Linked DNA regions of Zea mays: regions 2 and 3 are each linked to region 1. The links are chromatin contacts, called in public Hi-C maps. All regions are on one chromosome and are shown on one strand. The core of a region is the stretch at or near the end of the contact, and the rest is flanking DNA. Distances in the headings are between cores, read along the strand shown.

The links. Hi-C and Micro-C count contacts between places; a contact is called where the count stands out from the background.
Region 2: a contact with region 1 is called in a Hi-C map of ear, with 2.0 times the contacts expected there. The contact joins the promoter of LOC100274223 here to the promoter of LOC103633315 in region 1. A contact is called at or near these places in 4 of 25 Hi-C or Micro-C datasets (bundle sheath, ear, leaf mesophyll and 1 more).
Region 3: a Hi-C map of bundle sheath shows a contact between it and region 1, with 1.7 times the contacts expected there. The contact joins the enhancer-like site here to the promoter of LOC103633315 in region 1. A contact is called at or near these places in 4 of 25 Hi-C or Micro-C datasets (bundle sheath, leaf, leaf mesophyll and 1 more).

The regions. Positions count from the first base shown.
Region 1 is chr7:168,069,401-168,074,107 of Zm-B73-REFERENCE-NAM-5.0, forward strand. It overlaps LOC103633315 (zinc-metallopeptidase, peroxisomal-like), which reads right to left and starts at 2,401. Exons shown (of 26, transcript NM_001347229.1): 1 at 2,153-2,401; 2 at 1,971-2,046; 3 at 702-769. The coding sequence starts at 2,350. LOC103633317 (a long non-coding RNA gene) reads right to left here. Exons shown (of 3, transcript XR_556454.2): 2 at 4,599-4,663; 3 at 4,466-4,490. It also overlaps the pseudogene LOC103634349.
Region 2 is chr7:168,461,825-168,466,531 of Zm-B73-REFERENCE-NAM-5.0, forward strand. It overlaps LOC100274223 (Vacuole membrane protein KMS1), which reads right to left and starts at 2,820. Exons shown (of 8, transcript NM_001148594.1): 1 at 2,504-2,820; 2 at 1,280-1,491; 3 at 520-598; 4 at 135-422. The coding sequence starts at 2,546.
Region 3 is chr7:168,444,388-168,449,094 of Zm-B73-REFERENCE-NAM-5.0, forward strand. No RefSeq gene overlaps it. Among protein-coding and RNA genes, the nearest start is that of LOC100274223, 18 kb to the right of the region's middle. Within about 2 kb of position 2,049, at least 18 of the 20 cell types and tissues checked have an H3K27ac peak or open chromatin away from gene starts, as enhancers often do. A contact at or near this core is called in bundle sheath, leaf, leaf mesophyll and 1 more, where this site is marked.

The DNA.
Region 1 (4,707 bases), core at 1,151-3,650:
CAGCAGCTACAAGGCTCTAAGGAGAACCTGTCTCAGGATACCATGATAGAGGAAGAAAAAATACTACACATTACAGTGATTGGAGATAGGGCTACAACCCTAATGGGCCTCTTGGGCTGGGCTCTAGGCCCAATACACACTAACAGTCTAACAATGTTGACAGGTTGTTGTTAGTTCAGGATTTAGGATATATTAAGCAAAATATTCCTTTGGCTATCACCAGCTTTCAATTTTCAATTGTTTGTTGTTTTCAATTTTATCTTTTGTGGGAAAAGAGAAGTTCAAGTAGTTTCCATGAACTCATTATTTGAGTTAGAGAAAGCTGATTTTTTTTACAATTGTATTAGTCTATCCAGACCAAATAATGGTCGAGGCTTTCATCAGGTCTAAAAACAAGGAAAACCAAAAACACTACAATTAAATGTTTTATGATGGTTTAGCTATTCTAGAATTAAGCTGCTACTTGTCAAGTTCTAAACAAGTTCCACTGTGCCAGCAAAGCTTCTAAGAAAGAAGTCAGTCACCACTAACAACTTGAAGAAATGCATCCAGGAGCTAAAGAAGAAAGAAGGATTTCATTGTCAACCAGCTAAATCCAATAACAAATTACAATAAAACAATTACAGCTGTTTACAGGAATCTATTTGTAAGAAATATAAACAAGACAAAGAAAATTCTCAACCTGACGAAATAAGGCATACCTCTGCAATGTACTTTGAGTAACTGTCTTCTTCTGGATATTTTTCACTGGCATAGAAAAGCATATGCTCTGTAAAATTGGAAACATTCATAAGGATAGGGAGAAAAAGAACAACCCACATAATATTCAATTTTCATCAATATGTTAGTAAAACTGTAACTAAAGCAGTATAAAAGCAGAACAATAAGTGTCTATATATGTAGAAATACAAATTAGATATATTGTTTATATATTATTAATCAAGTCCACAGATATTTAATTATCACCTTAAATGATCCTGGCAATTGGGTAAAGCATCAAACCAAGCAAAAAATGCATAGATAAAATTCAGGGAACTTTATAGAATGTCAGACAACTTGTAGAGTTCATCAACTAAAACTAATTCAACTGAACTTTCAACTAGCATATCATCCATAAATGGGAGCATACCATCAAAATGACAACATGTAAAGGTATTCTCCCAGCATCAATCACATTATTGACGTTTGTTTTGTTGTCATGCATGCATGGTTTCAGATGAGTAAGTTGTCTTGATGCTTTTTCACCACTAAGCCACAAGATACTTGCAGATTTTATGGATAAAACTTAGTTTCTCCAAACTAAGTGACTCTACGACTCACGTTTTTTCAGGGTTACTGGAGTATCCCAGTCCAGATATCATCAAACAACCGATACTTTCTGTAAATTTGAAATATAGTGAAAAATGCCAAGGAAGTTCTTTATTCAGCACAGCATGTTCACTCCACTCATCAAATTCAATGATATTTCGGCTGGTGGTAAAAGTTCATTTTGAAATGTTTTTTTCTCAGAAACCAGTACATACTTGAATGCTCAATGGAATATAGCAGGTTTAAGGAGAGAGAGGGGGGGAGGGGAGGAGTAACATATTTGACTGGACCTAGAGTATCGCTCAACGCTCATCCTCCTTTTTCATGTTTATTTGCACCTAATGCCTAATAGTATAGCGCTCTTGATTTCCATGTATGATCAGAGGAATAGAGAAGTAATATCTGTTTGACAACCAAATGCACATTCAAATGCAGTGTAACAAGCATTGAGACCTAAGTTGCGATAAGACGACACTACGACAGTACATGCAGATAGCACAGAAAAAAATACTAGTGTTCACGTATTTCTCACTTCCAAACTACTCACAACCAATCAGAGAAAAGCTACCAACAAAAAACAGGATCAAGCTGAAGCTCAGTCCAGTTCAAGCAGTAAGCGAGTTCAGGACTTCAGATGCAGCAAGATGAAACCGAACACTGACCGAGGAAGTGTGCGAGCCCTTCCAGCCCATCGGGGTCGCAGAAGTACCCCACCGAAACATTCATTGACGCCGCCGCCTGCAAAACAAAGCACAATTCACAACCTCGAAATCTCGCACCAAAATCCAAAACCCGTCGCCAAAACCCCCGTTCGGTCCATCCTAGCACGATCGGTGTAGCAGACCTTATCGGTGTCGGGGTCGCTGATGAGCAGGCACTCGAGCGAGTTAGGGAGCACGACGCGGCGGTACCCACGCTTGTCGTTGCGGGGCCTGATGATCTCGACGTCCCCGGTCGCGGCCGTCACCGCCGCGGCCAGCGGAGGGGCGGCGCCGTTGGCCGGGTCGCCGGGGGCGTCAGTCTCGCGGGGCCTCGAATCCATCGCAACGAGACTTCACGACCGCGACGCTTGGAGCGGAAATTGGCAACAAAGCGGAGCGGAGCAGTAAGCTGGTTTGGTTTGGCTTTGCTCCCGCTGTTGGATTTGGAGGGGAAGGGTGGGGGCAGACGGCGACAGGCGGCGCGGGTCAGTCAGATATCAGATCGGCTGGCCGGTCGCTTCACGGCACACGGCTTCAAGACTCGTCAGTAGGAAATGGACTGGACCGGCCGGTTGGCTGAGCCAGTCTGAAATAGATACGGCTATAGATGTCAAGCACGTGGTCTGTTAGCCCGGTACGAAACACGTTATTTTAGCACGACACGAGCACGGCACGGTACGGATTAAAGCGGATCCGGGCTCAGCTCGGCCCGGATAACGTACCGGGCCCGACAGACATTTGAGCCTGTTGGGCTGGTCCAAGCACGGCCCGGTATTTGTCGGGCCTTTTAACCAGCCCGTTTATTCTAAACCCCCTAAAACCTAAATCCCCATTTCCCCACCCACCCCGCCGCCAGCCCACAAGTCCCCGAGACCCCGACGGCCCAACCCGACGGCTGTCGTGTCCGCGTATAACACCTCGTCACCTCCTAACGCAAACTCTAACCCACTCTTCCTCCCTCTCGCTCCTGGATCTCTCCTCCCTGCGGCGGCGCGACGCGGCGAGTGCCGAGTGTCGGCATCCAGTGCGCACAGCGCACGTCCTCCCTGCTCCCTGCTCCCTGCTCCCTCCTGCAGCTCAGCAGTCATGGCTCGCCCCTGCAGCAGCAGCAGCGCCGCTGCCCGCCTCCTCCTGCTGTTCGTCGCTGTCGCAGCGGCGCTCCAGGCCACGGTCGTCGCGCCGCCGGTGGCCAGCGGCTTCATCCGCAAATCCTGCCGCGCGACGCAGTACCCGTCGGTGTGCGAGCATAGCCTCGCGGCGTACGGAGGCTCCCCGCCGCCGCGGGGGCTGGCGCGCGGCCCGCGCTCGGGCAGCGTCCGCGTACGTGGGCCGCCTGTGCGGCTCCCGGTCCGGATTCGGTGATGGCAGCCCCCGCCGCGGCGCGAAGAAGGGGTCAGCGGTCGCAGGTCCCGTGCGCGACTGTCTGGAGAATCTAGCGGACAGCGTGGGCCACCTCCGCGACGCGGCGCAGGAGATAGGCGGCGCCGGGATGGTTTTGTGTTTTGCGGGCTCGGGCCGGCACAGGCCACTAAATGGGTCGTGCTATTTAGTCCGGCCCTGCATGGTCAGTCCTACACCGTGCCATGCTCGGGAAGAGTTATGGGCCCGTCAGGCGGTACGGCACGGCTCGATTAAGTGGTCGGGCTTAATTGTGTCGGGCTCAAACGGGTCGGGCCATGTCTCCCGTTTGGACATCTATATATACGGCTTCACGGCACACGCTTTTTCATATACACTCTTAACGATAATAACCAAACTAGAAATTTGGGTTGTTGATGTAACAAACCAGCTCACAAGCTAAAATAAGCTAAGGTTTCTAATGCAAGGCAGGCAGCCCGTCAGTGATTTCTTGCAGCCTACGATCACAAGGGAATCCTAACAAGCCCACCAGAAAAGTCAAACGATCAGCCTTTGTGCGATGAATATGTGTGACCGTGATGTTCCGATTTCCCAATCCATCCACCAATAAAAAGCAAATGCTGCCACGAGTTGAACCCTCTCCGGAGGCGAAGCCTAAACAACCAAACAGGTGGCGTGGTCGATAAAAATCTACAAGTCAACTGGCGCGCGCCAGCGCGCGCGTTCATCTTGTTTTTGATGTTATACGTTTTCAGCAAGCCGAAGCAAACGATTCTATATACGAAACATGACGGTTCGTTATAGCACCTGATAAGTATACAGAAGGGTACATGACATAGTAGTACATAGATATCATGTAGCATGTCCAAAATAAGATCTGCTTCATGGAAGCTGTGACTCTAATTATATATAGAGACAAAATAGCGACGAACATGTTTTTTTCATCTGAATTTTGGCTCCGACGTTCCAAAATATTCTTATATTCTTGCGATACAACAGTAGGATACTTCAGTTATGCAGCAAAGTTTGGGTTTATTTGAAGTCTTGGTTGCATCGTTTACCTCGCTGTGTTGTGTTGTAGACAACGTCTACTCTTGTTGATTCTTGGGATTTTGTTTGATTCTGGATGAATGTAGGCTAAAAGTTTAGCTGCATAGTATAGCAAATATACTAATGGAGGATCGGGGACTCAATTGTAGACCTTTTGATTCTGAGATGAGAATTATAGACCTTTTTGTTGGCGACTCAATTGTAGTTGTAGGAGCTCTGCTTCTGTTAGCATCGGGGAGGTTTGTCTATGCAATAGTTAAATTATTTGTAAATGAGTAACAGGGAAAAT
Region 2 (4,707 bases), core at 1,570-4,069, 390 kb after region 1:
TTAACTAGCCCTTGGACAACTGATGAGGCAGTGGCTCAAAGTGGAAGAACTGGATCAAGTGGACAAGCAAGAGAAAACAGCTGTAATCAAGTAAATTATGCTGTACTTAGTACGCAAAGCAGTATGAACAGAACCTGTTCTTGAGAGAAAATATGGAGGAAGCTCTCCAAGTGCAGTTCCAATGCCCCAAAGAATAGCTTCAAGATAAACTTCTTGCAGTATTTTGCTGAATGGAATTGTTTCATGATAAATTGGGGGTCCAAATTGCAGACAGTCTTTCTCTAACCAGGATGGTCTCCTTTCAAGGAGAATAGTGTCATAAGGAGCACTTTTCAAATCAACCCTACCACACTGAACCGCTTTGATAGTGAACAGGGCAACATGGGGAGCCAAATACATTATGAAAGTGTGCAAACCAGAACCTGCAAAATAATTTAGCAGAAACCCATGTTATATTTAAATCAACTAATAAAACTCATAATGCACAGTTTCATCAAATCTGGAACTATTTGGAATTACCTAATCCAATGGATGAAGCAACCCCTAGTATAATCCACCACAATCCAAACCTGACATACCAAAATAGCTCCTGCAGATGCTGCATCAATGACAACATACCATGTTTTAATGTTTATCCAAGCTGCATATTGGGCATGCAACGGGAGATATTGGAAGCAAATTATTATTAATGTGACCAAGCTGTAGCGATGTAGATGAAATTTTCTTGAACAATATACAAGCAAATTTGCCAAATGGCAGATAGTTTTAGGGCTTCCCCAAATACAGCGGGATTAATTTTTTGGGGGAAAACACAACTTTTCCCAAGAGCTCCCCAGAAGTCTCCCCTAAATTCAGTTTTTTGGGAAAAACACACGTGTCTCCAACAGTTTCCCTAAAGTGCTCTCAACGTTTTCATAGCCCTTAAAACCCCCTCATTTGTAGCTACAAATGAGGGTTTTTTTTGTTCCCCAGAAACAATCTGCCGCTTTAAGGGATCTGTTGGAGAAAGAATTAAAATCTATCCCCACTAATTTTTTAGATATCCCTTAAAACTAATTTTGAGGAGTTATTTTCTGGGGAGCTCTTGGAGATGCTAAGAGTAAGAGTAAAAAACAGACTGCAGTTTATCACCCACTTTCAAATATTCGTGCCAAAAAGAATAAAAAAAGGGCAAAGCTTTCTTGCAACTCATTATCTAATATGTAGCATTTATGTAACTCAGACTGTTCTTAATCCTGCAAAACACATATGTTCTAATTAATTTAAAACAAGATGGTACCTTTTCATTCAGGCCATCAGTGAACATGAGCAGAAGCCAAGTAGCAACAACCAAAAGCATTGCGGTTTTTAACTGGTAACCTTTTTTCAGAACAGATGAACATGTTCTTTCCAAATTCTGAGCAATGGCTAACACAAAGAATGACAATGTCTTGAATGGTCGCGATGTAATTGTTAGTCTCTCTAGGTCCACACGATGTTTTTTCCGGAGCTCTGAAATATGAAGTGCACCGGTTAGATCATGGATTACACTGCAATATATCTCATTATTCGTTCAGTTAGCAAAGTGTTAAGAAAAGTCATGTTTTAATCTCAGCCTGTAGTGCCATACGGAGAATCCAACGCACACTGTGAATTATTAACATTCTAGGTAACTGGTTCACATATCGTAAATCGTAATTACGCAAATTCTGTAACTGATGTCGCCTAGTTATTAAAAATCAAAGCTGGGCAACCAGATCTTTCAAAAAAATTGCAGTTAACCTTCCACAACACAGAGGCTTTGTGACAGTGACATTGACATATGTATTTGTCTTCAAGCTGGAAAACTAAATTTGCATTGAAATCATGGCATCATTGCCACAAGGGTAATATAACGGAGAAAAAGACAAATTAGTAAAACGACCACTCCTAGATGCCAATATTTTATCATGTAAAAAAACCTGAAGAAAAAAAATCAAGTAGACAATGATAATTCAATCAGACGCCAACCGCCAAAATACGATCTAAAATCTAAATTGATAAGCGTGGAAAACCTCAGTTTTAAGTTTTAACCTTCAAAAGGTATTCTAAAAGCATCCAATGCTTGAATAAAAAAATCACAGATTGGATGACCAATACCAAGCATGCAATTTCGCTGCTAAAAAAGAACGGTTCTACTCTGCTTCGAATCGCGGGCAAGAAAAATAAGTAAACCAAACAAGGAAGACATTCTGTTTTCCTATCCGTTATCCCCAATCTGGCTTTGTAGGAAAGAGTAGGAAAAAACATGAAATATTCCAAGCTTGTAGGAAAACCTCAAAGACACGCATTCGCAGCTCCACGGCAGCTAGATCAGCAACAGCGATTTCCATAATTACGCACCACAGGCACAGATGTCAGGTGTGAACAGCGCAAGATGATTTAAACCCAACAATTAAACCAGACAGCGTATCTCCAAGAACAATGGGCGGACACCAAACAACGCGATCCCTCCGCAGAGCCCGCATCCGATCGACTCACTCACCTGACATAGCCTTGTCCTCGCCGGAGCCGGCGGTAGGACCCATGGCGCAGCTCCGGGTCCCTCTCCTCTGCCGCCGCCGCTGCCGCGTAGATCTAGGCAGCGAGCTGTGGTGTTTGAGCTAGGCGCCGGCGTTATATGATCCGAAAAAAAGGGCGCGAGCGAGCTTTGCTTCCCGTTTGGCGCGGGAACGCCCCTTCACCGTACAGGTCTCCTGGAGAAGGAGGGTACAGCGGCACGAGCCCGGCGAGGCGCAGGCACAGACGAATCGCTCCTTCCACCTGAAAAGATGAGCCTTTTCCGCGAACGCAAGGCGCAAGCTAAAAGCTAAAAAGGAGGGCAAGATGAGAACGGCTTTCCGTTTTTTATGCGCTTTGCCCGGGGTTTCACGATTTACCCCGTCAGGCACAGACGCAACGCAAACGCGGATACATGCGTTGGGGACAAAGGTAACCGATGAGGGCAGGAAACTGACGTGGTTGTTTAGAGATCCGATCTTCAATTCCGTTATTCGGGGCGGAGTTTATGAGCTGCTGCCAACGTTTTTCTTTTTAAAAACCCGAAATCAAAGCTTTAGAATTATGCTGCTAGTGATAGGAAACGGCCTTGGTTTGAATACCTCGTATTCATTTCAATCCATATGTATCGAAGTTGATTCGAGTGTAATTTAGTTTAAGTTACATCTCAATCCAATTCAATACACATAGATTAAGTGAGAGTACCTAAACAAAGCCTAAGGGTCGAGCCACACTATCAAATCTTTAATTTTATATTTAATATTTTTAAGAGCTATAAATGCCTAGCTAGTTTTGCCAAATTGCCAAACAGGTAAGTGAGACATTGGCACATTGCTATTTGATCGAGTGGGTTTAGCTCATTGGTCTCCCGATTCTGGAGAAATTATATATGGGCACTCCCAACCAAAAAAAACTATGATGGTTTGTATATTCATTAATCAATATCTATATCTATATTCTATATTATACTTAAAGCACCAGTTTCAACGGTCGTCACGCGTCATCTTTTTACAAAGAACCCCTCACATTTATCGTTGCACGTCTATATATGGCTAAACGGCGGCTCAGCATGGGCCAGACGCTCGCGGGACACAACTCTGGTCCATGCACGTCATGCCGGCCTGCTGACCGTGACGGGCCAACCTATCGGCCCATTTGTTTAAATCAGCGTAAAATGTTAAAAAGTGGTGCATGAGGTGAGGTTCGAACCCATGCCCTGATGGAACAAGGGTAGAAAATATTGGGTGAAGCTGTCTAACCAATAGAACATCATGCTCAGATGTTTTTAATATTGAATATGTATATATGTATATACATTTTTTTAAAATAAAAAATATAATCGTGTCGGTCCGGGGCAGCACTACGGGGCGAGGCTACAGCCCAAACACGGCACGACGTTCTTGGCTCTTACAAGCATTGGGTTGTTTCTGAGACCACATTGGCGCAATTGACTCCATGGTGTTTGAGGTTGCTGAATTAGATGGAGCAACAATGATTTGTCACACTAACAGTAAAATGAAAGGTTATTTGTTGGTTTTAAACGTTAGTAATTGCTACGAAGTAGCATAATTTATATGGAGCGCATCTAGTTTTTATTGATGCCTGACTTTATCAATCACTCCATATTTTGATCCATCTTTTTTATAAGTTTGAGTTCATGTGACTTATTTTAGAAACTTGAGCTCATAAACTTTCTCTTATTTGGTCTCTGTATGGTGGAATTATGTCATTTTATAATCTCTGTTCGTTCACTCAGTCGTTGTGAACTCTCTTCTAATCGCTCACTTTATTAGCCGTGTTGTACCATGATATATTGCATGGAGTAAACAATAACATCAATTAGCTAAATCAAAAAAATATTATACGGAGAGCGGAGACAATCAATAAACAAATCTTGATTTTTTGTGGATAGTTTACGTGGATATTGTTGTAAGTCGTCGCAACGCACGGGCAGCCGACTAGTGTTAATTAATGTGTCTGGTAGAGAATTGTGCATTTCTAAGATTAAATTAATTGTTAAAGCAATTATGATATGAACAAAGTATAAACCACATGTGAAAAAACATCTTGTCCATATAACAGATTAATTCTAAACTAAAAAACGATATCATCGTGACTTACAACGAAGTTTGCTCCAACAAATAGGTTGTAGAATTGATGAAATTTATAGAACGTTTTAGATCATATAAG
Region 3 (4,707 bases), core at 799-3,298, 370 kb after region 1:
GACCCATACCCACAAGGGTATAGGAATGAGCGTAAATCCATACCCACCAATGTATATGGGGTGGCTCGACGATATTATTTTTTGTCGTGGGTATGGGTATGGGTAGTAATACCCGATGTGTATTTACCATTGCCATCTCTAGTCTGTTCGTTTGGTTTTAATCCGTATCGGCCTCTACTTTTCTAAAGTGTGTTTGTCTATAAATTACAGCTGCAACAGTCCAAATAGTTGGTTTTAACCCGAATCGAACACCCACCCAATTAAATCACCCCCACACCCATAATCTTTATTGAATCCATCAAATAAAATACACTCAGGCTTAACACACCATCAAAACAACAGTTCATTCATCACACAACTCTAATCCCGACAGTTAATAAATAAAAAAAGAAATCAAATACTACATTCGTTCTAATTTATAATTCGTTTAACTCGTTTAACGTTTTTATATCAAGTTTGATCGTCTTGTCTTATTAAAAAAAACAGCCAAAAAATGAAAAATTCAAAATCATACTTTAAGTATATTACTCATCCGTCCCAAAATAGTTGTCGTTTTAGCTCTAAATTTTTATGTCCATATTGATATAAATGATTATGAAACTAGACATATATATACAACATATATTAATTATTATACGAAATTAGTAAAAAATGTAAAACAAATTTTAATTTGGTACGGAGATGGGAGTACATGCTAAATTATATTACGGTAAAAATAAATAATAATTATAATTTTTAGTAAGACGAGTTAATTAAATTTAGCGTAGAAAAGTATAACGAATTATAAATTATAAGGAACGGAGGTGGTAGTTTAGTGACTTCCCGCAAATAAATAAATTTGGGTTAATAAAAAATAACAGGTATTTCTCTCTTTTAACCGGAGGTTCTCCTTCCTGGCACGGTTTCCGCGCTGGGCGATATGAACACGTGTGGGTGCCGTCACTCTCGCCCGGCATCTAGGGATGAAAACGGTAATCCGAACTCTTAGAACAAATTTAATATTTTAAAATAAATATGCATAAAATTTAATGTTGATCTTTTCTTATGTTATCAAGCACATTAGTACACATATGAATAAAATATTACACAAATTATTTTATGTATTATTTGCTCCCTACAGCACGAAACGTTGAAAAAATTACCGAATTTATTTCCGAATCCATACCGAAGTTTATATCTATTATTTGAGAAAATATAGAATGAATTTGAGGTTTACCTTTTATGAATCTTTACAAGCTGAATGTTAAAAACAAGAATACAAATTTGTATTGTAGATTATATATCCTATTTATTCGCAATCAAAGAAAGACGATCAAAAAACTGATTACCGAATAAATACCGTTTCCGACCGTTTTCATCCCTGCCGGCATCGCCATAAGGCTGACTCTAGTAAGGGCTTCTAAATAATCCTCTATCATAAATACGTATTTGTCCTATCAACGAACGTCCCTGTTCTAGCTGTTCTGGTTGTCCCGCAATCAAACGGTACTCTACGCTCTCCAACAACGTTATTTAAACGGTTCTCTAAATTTAGAGAACGCTGCTGAATTCTCTCTATATAAAGTTTCTCTAAACGATTATCTATCATTTCAGTACTTTAAATAACCTATTTAGTAAAAGAAAAATATATACAATATATTTGAGAGTATGACAAATACGTATATAAAAAAATAAAAATAAAAAAGTGTCTCTAATATAGATAGTTGAGTATAGAGAACGTGATTTAGATAACGTTGTTGGAGAGGAAAGAGATATAGAGGATAAAAATATTTAGAGAAGACCGTAAGTGACGGATATAGAGAACATGGCAGCCCATCAACGGCGGCGCGCCTGCATTTGGTAGCCACGGCCGAGGCGGCCGGCGGGTCAAAATTCACAGCCCCGGGCCCGGCGGCAGCGCCGCGCCAGATACGACCTGGTGGGGCCGGCCGCTGGAGCTGGATGTAACGGTGCCGTTAGCCCGGCGGCTAGCTTTAGCTGTGACCGTGAGTTAACAGAGGTCGCTCTACGCCCCGCGTGACGGGGAACGCGTGGGCACGGTCCACCATGGGCTGTCGTGCACCACCACCACGACCTCTAAAAAGGAAAGGGGGTGCGGATGTGGTGGGCCCCACCAGAGGATAAGCCGGGAATTTTATTTCCCCCCAATGGTTTTATCTATATTTTTCTCCCTCGCTGTCTGCCTGTCTCGCTATCTCCACGGCCACGGAGGACGGAGAATGGAAAAAAAAACGAAGGCAAGGAAAAGCCGCGCTCGTCTTGCGCCCGGGCGCCTTTCCCTGTTGGCGGGCGAGTGACATGCGGGGCCTGGCCCTCCTGTCACTCCCTTGCTGTTTTCTCCCAGCCGGTGGGGCCGGCCGCGGGCAGGTTCGTTCGGTGGTGGGAAAAGCGTGTGGGGCAGGGGGGGAGTCGTGGGACCACACGCCACTCACGTGAGCACCGGATCTTGTCGTAGGCCTGGCGGGTCCCAGGCCGGATCCTCTGCGGATCGGCGGTTGGCCGGGACGTTGTGTGGCTGGAGCGTACGGGCGGGGGGCTAGCAAAAGTTGAAGCGGAGGGCGATCGGGCACCGGGCGGCCGGGCCGGTGCCGCGGTGCGGATGCGTATGCGCGCGGGGCCGTGCGGATGTGATGTGCGGCTTACGAGTACCAAAAAGACCCCACCCACCCACCCTGCCCCTGGAAATATTTTTTTTACTGGCTGCGATATTATATATGAAATCCAGGGTACGATGCTGACTCCTTTGACGTCAGGGTAGGTAAACTGGCGCTGTAATTTTGTAATCCTTCTAGTATGCGCCGTGTTATTTATTTTGTGGAGTATACTGTCGCTAGTGTAAGCACAGGGCGCATGCATGTAAACTGCTTGGGGAAAAAGACGTTATTTTATCCGCGGAATCGACCCTGTTCAATGCCGTCGGTAGATTTGATTGCTATCTATGGCGTCGACTATCGACTGTGGAACGACCATGACTGCAGGATTTATTGGCAACACCAACACAGCTCTGATGTACAGTACAGAGAACAGTAGGTGTTGTCACGGTCAATCTCCTCTTTTCAGCATAACGTGAGTGAAGTGAGTGCGAGAGACAGAGACGGCAGCGTGTAGACTAGAGCCCCACGTTCTAGATGATCAGGAGAAAAGGGGGCGGAACATGGAACAAAGACCAGGGAAAATTGCGAAGGGGGAGAGTAGGAGTACAGTAGTGCAGGAGGTTGAAACGAACTGCTAGTGTCACAGGAAGAGCATGTGGATACACGGCGGCGAAGAAGCCAAAACCCCTGTTTTTCTTTCTTCCTTTTTTTCACTTCTTCTATATCTAAATTTGTAATGTCAGTTTTTAAAAACATTTTTTTCGACAACACTGTTATATGATCAGGTAGTACAAGCAAATTGTTTTTTTAATAATTTATGGTTTGTCTTTCTATGGTATCAAACGTCTTTACTTTGCCGCCAACATAGATAAAACACTAGCAAGTTTTAGATTTTTTTATAGCATCTAAAATTTTAGGAATTTTTTTTGGTTACAAGGAAACGTGCAGTGACACATTCATGCAGAAGCACTGAAGCAGTGATCCTGAAGGCAGAGGGTGATGATGACATGAGGTCACCGGCAGCCGGCCTCGAGCTCCGTGTCCCGGCTGCTGTGCTCTTCTGACATGGAAGGCCGAGATGACCAACCCGTGGTACTGCAGCTCCGGCCGGCCGGCCGGCCGGTTCCCTTCCCTCGGAAGTCGGAGAACCCTCACGCCGTCAACAGCCAGCTTGCAGTTGGTGGTGTGTGGCGGAGATCGATGGATGGCGCGCGCTAGGACAGAGCTGAGCTGAGCACCCGGCGGCGGCCTGCCTCCCGTCCCGGCCCACCGGCGGCTCCACCGCTCCACGGCGTGGTGCCAGGGCCACCAGCCAACGTCGAAAGACACGACGCAGGGCCAAAAGGCATAGCAGCTTCAGCGTACGGCGTACCTTGCTCTTGGACACGACGCAACGCCCGTCACCCACACCGGCACGAGCAGACTGGTCTCGGGCTCTCGGCTGGCCTGCAGACGCTCTCTCTCGCCATGGACGGCGCCGCAGCGCCCGACTGGTACGCTTCTTCTCAGCCAGCGCGGAGGGCACTCTCCTCTTCGTCTTCACCCGGCGGCCGGGAGGCACATTGGACTTCACGGACGCAGAAAGACCAAGGCGCACCAAGAAACGCACCTCGCGACACTGCCTCGCTTTTATAATGCGGGAGGAAAGCAAGGGCAGGCGCTAGCCAGCCAGCCAAGGCAGGCAGGCACCACGCGGCCACGCACCAGCTTGCTTCTACTGGTAGCTGTTTCTTTTGCTCCTCTTCTGTTCTCTGTGGGTGGTGCCGTTGCTATCGGCTTTTTATCTTCACGAGTATTATTAAATTAAAATATATAAAAAGGGACAGCACCCGTTTGATGCGCTCACCCCTGGACCTGGACGATTCTATATATTTGGGATCCACTTGTTTGTTTATAATAAAAATCGTGCTCTTACGTGCAGCCGTGCAGGCGACTTCCTCCGGCCGGTGATGGTCTTTTGAACGCCGCCAAAGGCGCATATGGGCCTGGGCCCGTCATGGATTGGATTGATTGATTATTTTGTTCCTTTGGCCACAAGAATCATCACGGGTTACCTAAGCATGTAGTACCAGTAGGACGTAGGCTGTAGCCGTTGCACTAATTCCTTTTTAAT